Regions from separate parts of the Mus musculus genome. Here region 1 is linked to region 2. A link is a contact called in public HiChIP or PLAC-seq data. All regions are on one chromosome and are shown on one strand. The core of a region is the stretch at or near the end of the contact, and the rest is flanking DNA. Distances in the headings are between cores, read along the strand shown.

What was found. HiChIP or PLAC-seq counts read pairs in DNA pulled down with a chosen protein or histone mark.
Region 1: an H3K4me3 HiChIP or PLAC-seq map of embryonic limb bud shows a contact between it and region 2, with 3 times the contacts expected there. The contact joins the enhancer-like site here to the promoter of Ednra in region 2. A contact is called at or near these places in 9 of 39 promoter capture datasets (the 3T3-L1 cell line, 3T3-L1-derived adipocytes, cranial neural crest and 5 more), 6 of 484 Hi-C or Micro-C datasets (the 3T3-L1 cell line, nephron progenitors and uterus), 4 of 115 datasets of contacts at active chromatin or transcription factors (craniofacial prominence, embryonic limb bud, fibro-adipogenic progenitors and 1 more) and 1 of 9 other capture datasets (adipose tissue).

The regions. Positions count from the first base shown.
Region 1 is chr8:77,828,032-77,832,968 of GRCm38.p6, reverse strand. No RefSeq gene overlaps it. Among named protein-coding and RNA genes, the nearest start is that of Gm23981, 23 kb to the right of the region's middle. Within about 2 kb of position 3,283, at least 23 of the 459 cell types and tissues checked have an H3K27ac peak or open chromatin away from gene starts, as enhancers often do. A contact at or near this core is called in craniofacial prominence, embryonic limb bud and second pharyngeal arch cranial neural crest, where this site is marked.
Region 2 is chr8:77,721,343-77,726,263 of GRCm38.p6, reverse strand. Ednra (endothelin receptor type A) reads left to right here and starts at 1,812. Exons shown (of 8, transcript NM_010332.2): 1 at 1,812-2,168. It overlaps LOC108167319 (a long non-coding RNA gene), which reads right to left and starts at 2,679. Exons shown (of 4, transcript XR_003947564.1): 1 at 2,542-2,679.

The sequences.
Region 1 (4,937 bases), core at 2,034-4,533, 110 kb before region 2:
AGTGGTTTGTCGCTGTCCATTCACAATCTCGCAGGAGCCGAGAAGTTCGAAGTTGTGAGCAGGCTCTGTTCACTGGAGAGGCCTGTGCAGTAGAGTGTAGATCCTTTCATGTACTGTACTGTACACCTGATACTGTAAGCATACTGTAATAATAGCGTCTCACATGGAAATGAGAGAAGACGCTGGGTCAGCAGCAAGCTGTAATTTTAAAAAATGTTTTTAGTTAAATGTTGAGGAGAAAAACAAAAAAGGGCTTTGCCTCCAAAGTATCATATGTGAACCTACAACACCCTGACCTCTTTCTCTCCTCCTTGGTTGTAGAACTGGTAGATTTTAACCTTTAGCTGTAGCAACTGCACTGCCGTGTGTGTGTGTGTGTGTGTGTGTGTGTGTGTGTGTGTGTGTGTGTGTGTATGACGTTGTACATTGCACAAACTCTTGAATTCTTCACAGTTTGGGCCCCTTCCCAGTTACTCTTTTATAGTATGGCAAGTTAACAAGTTGGTGACCTGTACAAATCGAGACACAGCTATTTAATCTCTTGCCCGACATTGCCCTTCTTGATGCGATGCTCTGCAGATCTCTGAAAAAGCCCTTACTGGCTCAGCAGCCAATCAATTTAGAGAGGTTTTTTTTTTTTTTCCCCTGGGATTTTGTTTTGTTTTTGTTTCCTTTCTAATCGAGGTGTGAAAAAGTTCTAGGTTCAGTTGAAGTTCCTGGTGAAGAAACACGATTGAGATTTTTTTTTCAGTGATAAAATCTACATATTTGTATTTCAACAATGTAGCTAAAATCTTGATGTAAATTCCTCCTTTTTCCCCTTTTGAACTTAATGAATATCATTTATTCAGAATGAAATCTTTACACTATATGTTCCACGTGTTAAGAATAAATGTACATTAAATCTTAAATAAATAAATAAACAAACAAACAAACAAACTTAGGTACAATATGAGACCTCAGGGAAGTCTGTTATTTTACGTGATACCATGCACTGCCTTTGTAAAGTGACTTTTAAAGATAAATTATTTTACTAACAACAAATGTATCATCTTTATTATTAAACCAAGAGTGTGTTTTATAAGATTGGATAGTACTCATGCACTATTTAAAGGGATAAATAAAGACTTAAAAGAAAGAAAGAAACAAAAAACAAAACAAAACAAAACAAAACAAACCAGAAAATCATCCACCAAGTAAAACTTTGCCCAGGTAAATTCTTTCATTCAATAAACATCCACTGAAGGGTTTTCTAAGCTAAACATTAAGCAACAAGCACAAGGCAGTTGGAGTTCCTGCTGTCCACAGAGTTGACATTCAGGGGAAATGGTGAGTCCTAAGCAAATACCAGTGGAATTGGTGTTAAGACTTTAAAAGGACAGAGGTGCTAAGAATGACATCTAAGAGGTATTCCTGGGGATGAGGTATTTAGACTGAGATCTGAGCCTTAGGTGACAACTCACCAAGGAAAGTGAGCCAGCTTTATACGTAGGCAATAGACCATCAGCTAAAGAGAACTGAGAAAAGCATATTAAAACCAAGGAAAAGAAGAGGTAGGTTGGCAAGTTTGGAGAAATGGAGGCATGGCCAGGCTCAGAGTGGAAGCCCTTGCCACCATGCAAATTTTTTATCCCTTATCTGCAGAACAGAATTAAAACACCACTAGCAACAAGAGTATTAAAAAGTGATGCAGCGAGAGCGTCACAGTAATAACTTCATGAGCGCACACATCAAGCAAACAGCACTCCGGAAGCTCTCTCTGGAGCTTCCTTTCTCAGCCCCAGGTTATCCTTCAGGAAGAGCTGGTGATGGCAGGGCTACAATGTGGCTAGCGTGTTTGATGCTGGGACTCTGAAGGGATGCAGAGGAATAAGATGGAGAAGGAGGCACCGCCAATCCGAAGGCACAAAGTTAAACTCAGCATTTAATGCCTTCAATAGTCTCATGATGAGGAACTGATCAGAATGTCTGATGTCCATTATGATTCAGAAAACTATCCCAAATCCACCATCTTGAAGCAAGAAGCAACATTTGTTGCCTCACTCACTTCCCACAGGTGAGGAACTCGATAGCCATTCGATAGGGTAGTTTTAGGTCATGAGGTTGTAGTCAAAACATTAACCATGGTTGTCAGTATCTGAAGCTCTCACATCCACCATTGTTTCTGAGATGGCTCACGTGTACAGTCCTGGTATTGACAGGACACCGTAGCCATGTGAGCTTTTCTCGGGCAGTGTCACACTGCTTCCAAGAATCCTTTTACATGATTTTCTCCTGACTGAACAATTCAAGAAAAGCAAGACAGAAGCCATAATGATAGGAACCCTCAGAAGTCACATGCCATCATTTCCACGACATCATATTGGTCTTTGTAGCTCCGTCAGAATGGTAGGGAAGCATGACACGTGGGCATGAAGACCTGTTGACAGCGATCACGGGTGGTTATAGTTCTACAACTGAGGCTCCTGGGACCCAAGGACATGAAGTAACTTTGCAGAGGTCTCACATGCATTGTGGACTTGGGGTTTAAAGCTAGCTTTCTCAAAAAAAGATCTATAGCACTGAATACACTGCCTCTTTAAAAGACTTAATACTCAAAGGCAAAGATATGTGTCCACACAGGGAACTGTTTATAATGATATCAGGAATGCAAAATTTAAAAAACAAAAATCCTGGAGCATACCAATAGACTTAATTTGGCACAAATTTCTGACTCCAACTTCCTTCATCTCCAGCCTAAATTGTCAGGTTTATAAACACAGGTGTACTTGTGCCAGAATTAATCAAGTATTACATGGCACAGTAAAGGGGGAAGGGGGTCACAATCTGAGAAAGTTTAATTTTGTAAAATAAACTGACTTCAAAGCAAGCCAGATGTTTTGCATGTTACCTTTGTAAAGGATAGGCGGAGATTAAAGCCATGATAATGAAACATTCCATCCTCTCTAGGAGATGGAGGCGGGCTCTGCTTTCTTCTACTTATTTACAAGACATTATAAACCCAAAGGCTGAGGGACTAAATGCTTCCATAAATCATGGAGGCTGCCTTACTCCACTTCTGGGCAGTGCAGAGCTGCACAAACGAAGCTCAGTGCAGACACTCAGGAACAAGGGAAAGGGCACCAAGACTTTTCCCCACCTGCATCTACGCGGCAACACCACACATGGCCTTGAGCTCATTTAGAAAGCATTGGTGTTTAACTAGAAACATAGGGCATAAGTCTTATTCGTTCTAAAGTCGATGTAAAATATGTTGAATGTTAAGCCACATGGAGAAAATCTAGAGACAATAGCCACACTGTAGAGGAGGGGTCTGAACTGCTTACTCTACCAGGTCCTAAAGCTGTCATTCCATCTGCAAGCCCACCTACATCATCTGTAGGGGAAGCAGTCTGAATTCTCTCTAAAAAGGATGTTGGGGTCTCCTTCCCAAGTTCCAGCTCCCAGTTCCTGGACTCCTCTACAACAATATCCCATTGTTCAATGGAAATAACAATCTTGGAGCTTCAAGCGACTGGTTCTTTTCAACTCTGGCCATCCTGAAAGCTTTTGCCCTGTGTTTCTCTCTCTAATGAAAGCAAATGAAAAGCAGACATGTGGCAGGCTGAGATCCACACAGTAAATTAAAGCCAGCCCCACTCCCTGCTTCCAAGCAGCTCCTATCTGCAGGCCAGGCTGCAGACCTAATGGGTTTCATTCACTTCGACTCCTGTTTCAAAGCACTGGGCATGGAATAAATTAGCCAGCTCATCTTACCCTCTAATACTTAAAACCCCCAGCATTGGATCTTTAGAGAATATTTCATGGAAGACAGCGTTTCTTGAAGGAAAAAAAAATTGGCAAGAAGGTAAAGGATCTACAACAGTGTTCAATAAGATTTCAAAGAATATTGAGATGTTGAACAAAAAGAGGCAGCATGCTCCATTACAATAAAGCACCTTGAACTTGGTAGGGTCTTTGATGTAGAAGAGGAGGAGGTAGGGGGAGGAAAAGGAGGAAGGGGGAGGTGTGAGAGGATGAGAAGGAAGAAGAAGAGGAGGGAGAAGAAAACTTCGTTTGTGGAAGTTTTAAAATATGATGAGTCTTTTGTTCCATTCCAACTCCTAGTCCTACTCCATTTTATAGACTCAGATGCCAGCTCTCAGAACTATGTTGTTTCAAAAGCTGTATCACTTGCAACTGTGAATAAAGTACACAAAAAAGACCCTCCAAATCTATTGTAAGAGCCAAACAAAAGTTTTGTTTGGCCTTGTTTTTAACATTGTGCTCTAGATTGGGGGTATTTGATAGTAGAATTAAACAAATGTGAAATAATAAAAACAGAAAGAAAGGCAGAACCTCTCATGAATAATGGGACAGTGTCCTCATGGATGACAGGACAATGTTTCAAGCAAGTGTCAAAGTGGAAAACTGGCCTTGTCCCCATGTAAAGCCAGAACTATCTATACATCCCATTGCATAAAGCAGTTGTGTGCCTGTTATGACATCAGGGAGTTTACGCTCTGAGCCCTCAACAGCATGGGGTCTTTCTAAGGACAATTCTATTCTCAAATTACAGCTATAGTTTAGGGGTCTTTTCTTCTATTGAGCATCCTCAAATTGCCTACGATGTAGGGCCTTTGAGGTTAGAATTCATTTCTGCCTTGTATGCAGGGATCGTCCTCGTGAGCACAATCTGAGCATATCATGCAGAACTGGTGCCCTAGTGACTGTGCTTTGAAGCTGCCACAGCTTCCCAAGAGACTCTGAATAAGATTCACATTCCTCGCCGGATTCTTCACAGCCCTCCACGGTCCAGAGCTTTGTTCTTTTATCCAAAACCATTCCATATTCCCTCTGACCTGTATCCCAGTCAGAAAACCCCCTCCACAACTCCTCTGTGATATGTCCCTGCTATTAACTCTCTCCATCCTTCCCTCTCTCTCTCTCCTCTCCCT
Region 2 (4,921 bases), core at 563-3,062:
ACACATACTCACACACATACACACACTCACACACACATACACACACTCAAACACACACACACTCACGTACAAATAAGCACATTTCCCAAATATGCCAGTTAGCTGGAATTCTTTCTCTCTGAATATTTAACACAAACACTAACCTGAAGTAACTTGATGCTAAACAAGCAGGCACCTTCCTGCTGATGTGTCTCTTGGGCCCAACCTTAGAAAAAACACAGACCAACATCCATTCTGTTTCTGTGTTCTTCAGCCTCACTCTGTCTACAACACCAACCTTGTTGCCCATTTTATACACATATTCAGGACTGGAATTGCTAGACCCTTGGTAATTTTAGTCATAATTATTTGAGGAGCACCATTGGGCTCCCACTGCTGTTGCCTCAGTAGTCAGGAGTTTGCCTCTCAGCACCCCTGACAATCCAGTTTATTTTCTAGTTTCATTTGTGTTTAAATAGTGACTGTCCTAAGGGATGTGAAAGAGAAATTTTTAATGCTTAATCCATACCACAGTGGGATCAGCAAAAGGTAGGGGGTCCTGGGGGTGCTGTTACAAAGACTAGCCTGACAGACATGTTCAGTTACACAGATGGTGCACTGTCCACGTGCCTAGTCACGGGGTGAGAGGGCCTGGGATCCAGAACATTTCACATACCAAGTTATGAACAGTCTTCTGGAAGAAGGCAATAACTTTTCTTCCTGGAAAATAATGTCAGCCTGCCAAGCTGTCGCCACAAAAGCGTACCCCTTCAGAGCTGACTGAGACAATTTTTGTGGATCCTTCCTAGAGAAACGCTAGATAAACACTAGATTAGTGGACAGGGTAATGCCTGCTCCAACAGTCCCAGAAGAATATTAAAATCCTTTCCACCGAGGTGTTCTGCTGATGGCTGTGACAGTTTTACAAAATGACCCCTGTCAAGTAGGGTCTCTGTGCCCTCACCCTTTAATCTGGAATTGGTGACTGACAGAATTAAGCAGAAGCCCCTTTGTGTCACTATCTGGACCTGGGCCTTAAGTAGGTGGCAGTTTCTATGTCCTTTCTCTTGGGATATTTGTTCTTGGAATCTAGCCACCACACTATGAGGAAGCTGTTGCTAAAATTCTTTCCCAGGGGCTAGATATAAGTCCTGTCTCTCCCTTCTCCTAGAGGTCCTAGAACAAACTGAGGTCCAATTCCACTATAGATACGGTAGGGAACCAATGAGGTCCTAGGGCATCCGTACAGCCAAGCCTTCTTCCCCAGGAGCCCTGATGTTTGGCCCTTATCTCTCCTCCCACTCCCCATCTTATCGTGACTTGACACACTCTGTGATAAAGACACTGCCTTCTGAAGGGTCTCCCCATTCATTGTCAGACATGATCATTTCTCTGAGCACACCCTAGACCCTTCCACAGACTCCCCAGCTCCCTTTTGCCTTGGGCTAAGGCTTAGTGGTCTTGCAGGTCAAATTTGAGCCAAAGACATGCTGTCCACCTGGGTTCCATAACTTCCTCTAAGGTGAGGAGTGCTAACAAGCTAAGCAAAGTTGACAGGAGACACAGCCCAAATTCCCTGGCTTCCCCTGCTGATCAAACTCTCCCGTACTCACGGGCTCAAGTGCCTCGAGTTTCTTCCTAAAACAGGGCACAACCTTGAGTCTGGTCTGTTGCTCTCTACTTTCAATCCTACCCATCCTAGACTAACCAACTTCTCAGGAAGGAAATAGTTAAAGATCCCTGCCCTTCAGGGCCTGGCGGGGGCAGCAGCTTTGCAGCTTGGTGGCTGCTCCCTGGAGGGCAGGCGGGATAGCGCTCTTGCAGTTAGGTCCCAGAGTAGAGAGGAAGGTCTAGGAGCCTGTGGAGTCTAAGGAAGATCGCGGGAGGCGTGTTCCTCCGGAGTTTGCTTTTCCTTGGGAGCCTCGCGCGCACACCCATCCCTTCTAGTCTGGCAACTGTGTCTAGGAGGTGGGGAGCCTCTCTCTGATCCACCGGACCATCGCTGGAGCTTGCAGGCTGAGCAAGATCTCCCCCTAGAGAAGCCTGGCTGTCCGGGGAAGTTTCCCCGAGCTGAGACTGTGCTGCAGCCCTGGTCACCCGCCACCCTGCGCGCCACCCTCGTTCTCCAGCTCAGGCTCCGGCTGGCCCGTGCGCGGACCTGGAGCTGTCTGCTTCCGAGGAGCTCTAAGGTCGGTGCAAGTCTTTCTTTTTGGAACCAGGGCTGGAACTAGGGATAGGGTCGCTGCCGGGGCAATCTGCTGGGAGGAGCAGGGGTGTCTCGCAGCTCCAGGGAAACGCAACAGACCGGCCTGGCACTTACCTCCCGGGACGCCCAGTGTGGGGCGCTTTCCTGGGAGACGAACACTGGGGGGAGTGGGGGTGGACACCGGACAAGACCATTGAGCTTTGTCTCGGATTTTTAGGAAAGGGGAGCCGGGAGTGGGAGGATCTTTTTCTCCACACAAGCTTTCAGGCGCATCAAGGCCCAGGGCGCTTGCTCCAAAGCCTCCTGGTGAAGTTGGTCTCTTCCTATCCTGCACCCTGAGTGCCAAGGACACTTACTGTGAAGAACCAACCTCTGTGGAGCCCTCCTCACACCACGATGGCAGCTGGGGTTGGAAATCTGCCTGCTGGTGGAGGTCTGGGCGATTTGCTCAGTGCTGTCCTGTCCTTTAAAGGGCACTTCTTGTCTTTCATGTGCAGAACCCTGGAACTGTTTGTAGATAAGCCACCTCTGATTACACCACCCTTAGTGGCCTCACCCCAGCAGACCTGGGGCGAAAGCATATGAAAGTCAGAGGATGTGTCCAAGGAGAGTGGATAATTTGTCTTCTCCAGAGAACAAAACCACAGAGAACTTGAAAAAAAAAAAGTTCTTGGTTTAATTTTTTTTTTCTTCTTGTAGTTGTTTCTGATTCCCACACAGCCATCAACTCATCTGTTTTTAAAGATTGGCTATGAAACACCTTGGCAACCATACCATGTAAATTACCTGCCCTAAGTATGTGTGCGGTTTGGGCGCCGTTGGATTTTCCAAATTACTAATGGCAAGTGGACATTTGCTCTGAGAATCTGATGTATTAACTAGGGAAAGCACTAAGGGGTCAGCTTTTGTATGCCACCAAACTCTAGACCCACAAAAGGAAAGATGCTGACTCCATAGACATGTCCTTCTGGTCTGAATGTGAGTTGCTTCTCTAGAGCTCTGGCTCTAGAGCCAGATGCCCGGCAAAGCTTGACTGAAATATACCAAAATGAGCTACAGATCCGTCCTTGGGAAAGCATGGATTCGAAAGAGGTTTCTTTTATTTGGTTTTGTGTTTTTCACTCTGTAACAATATGGCATCCACATGTTTTTGACAGATGTCCCTTAGATGTGGTGAGCTGACAAGAGGTGTCAAGAGAAATGAGTTCTTGGTAGTGTCTTTGCTGGAGGGAAGCAAGGAAGGAAGGAAAGGAAGGAAGGAAGAAAGGGAGGGAGGGAGGGAAGGAGGGAGGAAGGAAGGAGGGAGGGAGGGAGGGAGGGAGGGAGGGAGGGAGGGAGGGAGGGAGGGAGGGAGGGAGGGAGGGAGGGAGGAAGGAAGGAAGGAAAGAGGTTTTACTGGCAGCTGGCTCACACCCTGATAGGAAGCCATGACTGTAGCTTTCTCAGTACCTGTGGCAATGAGGACCACTGAGCTCTACGTGAGCTGTGCAGTGCCTGTGACACCCAAATGGCTCATGAACTCCCCTCCTGGATGATTCTAATAGACCATGAAGCCATTTTGTTTATGGGAAAGACCTCTGTCTCTCATTTTTAAGATAACTATTACTAAATATTCCATTCCCATTGGGAAACCAGGAACCATAAATCATAAAGCAATCAAGGAATTGAAAGACTTGTGCCTCCCCTCACTATCCTGAGAGGGAGGCAGATCGTAAAAAGCTTTGTACTTGGCATTCTGGTCTACATGTGGGAAATGGAAAGATGATATTTGTAGACCTACTAATAATTCAGCCAGTTATTCCGGACTATTAGAGACGGGAGAGAAAATCTGTAACCACTTACAATTAAGGGTGAGCAGAAGTGACAGAAGTAAATGGCAGGCCCATCACTTTGAAATCACAGCAGCGGGTGAACACCTATAGCCCAGCCGTGAGACAGGATGACATCCAGCAGCCTTTTGGCTGTGAAAACACAGTCACTTCACTCATTCAAGACTCCTGATGTGTTACAGATGTTGTTCTGTCTGTATAAATTGTGATGCCCAAGTCAAGAACCAGTTGGTGCCTGTGAGATGCGATGTATATTGCTGTTTGGCAAGGCAAAAGCATGTGGGACTGACAGCAGGTGTTCCCCTATACTTCTTATAGCATGTCAGCATCTCTTATTTGGTACACTTATATTAAGCCTAAACTTAATAATGTCCCATGACAACTGTCAAAAATCCCTAAATGTGGTCACCCTTGAGCAGACTCAAAAAGATTGAGTCTTAAAATTTAGGATTAGGTGTATACGCCATAGATACACAGACCACTGCCCATAAATGAAGTTACTGTCCTCATTTACAGATTAATGAAAGAAAAGTACAAAATACCCAAAGGGGAGGAGCAATTGACTTTTGGTTGCTATTTTCTCAGCACCAGCCTTCCTTTTGTTTTCTAAGTGTCTTAAAGTATAAGAGGAGAAATCTAGATTTACTGAGCACCAGGGACCACCCGCCCTTTGAAGGCGATATAACATAAGAACTCTTTGATAATACCTGAACACTCCTTCCAATGTTCTGCTGCGTCATCCAAATTCTGGAGACATCTTAAGTATGTTGTTGATGCAAATAAAGCATGGAAATAAGAGAGACAGGATGACCTGGTGGTTAAAGCTCGGGTGTGGAGTCAGATCAGGCTGCCTCAGGGTTGTAGGCTCGTCACCACCTTTGACCTTCCTCTCAGCTTCCCTGTCTTC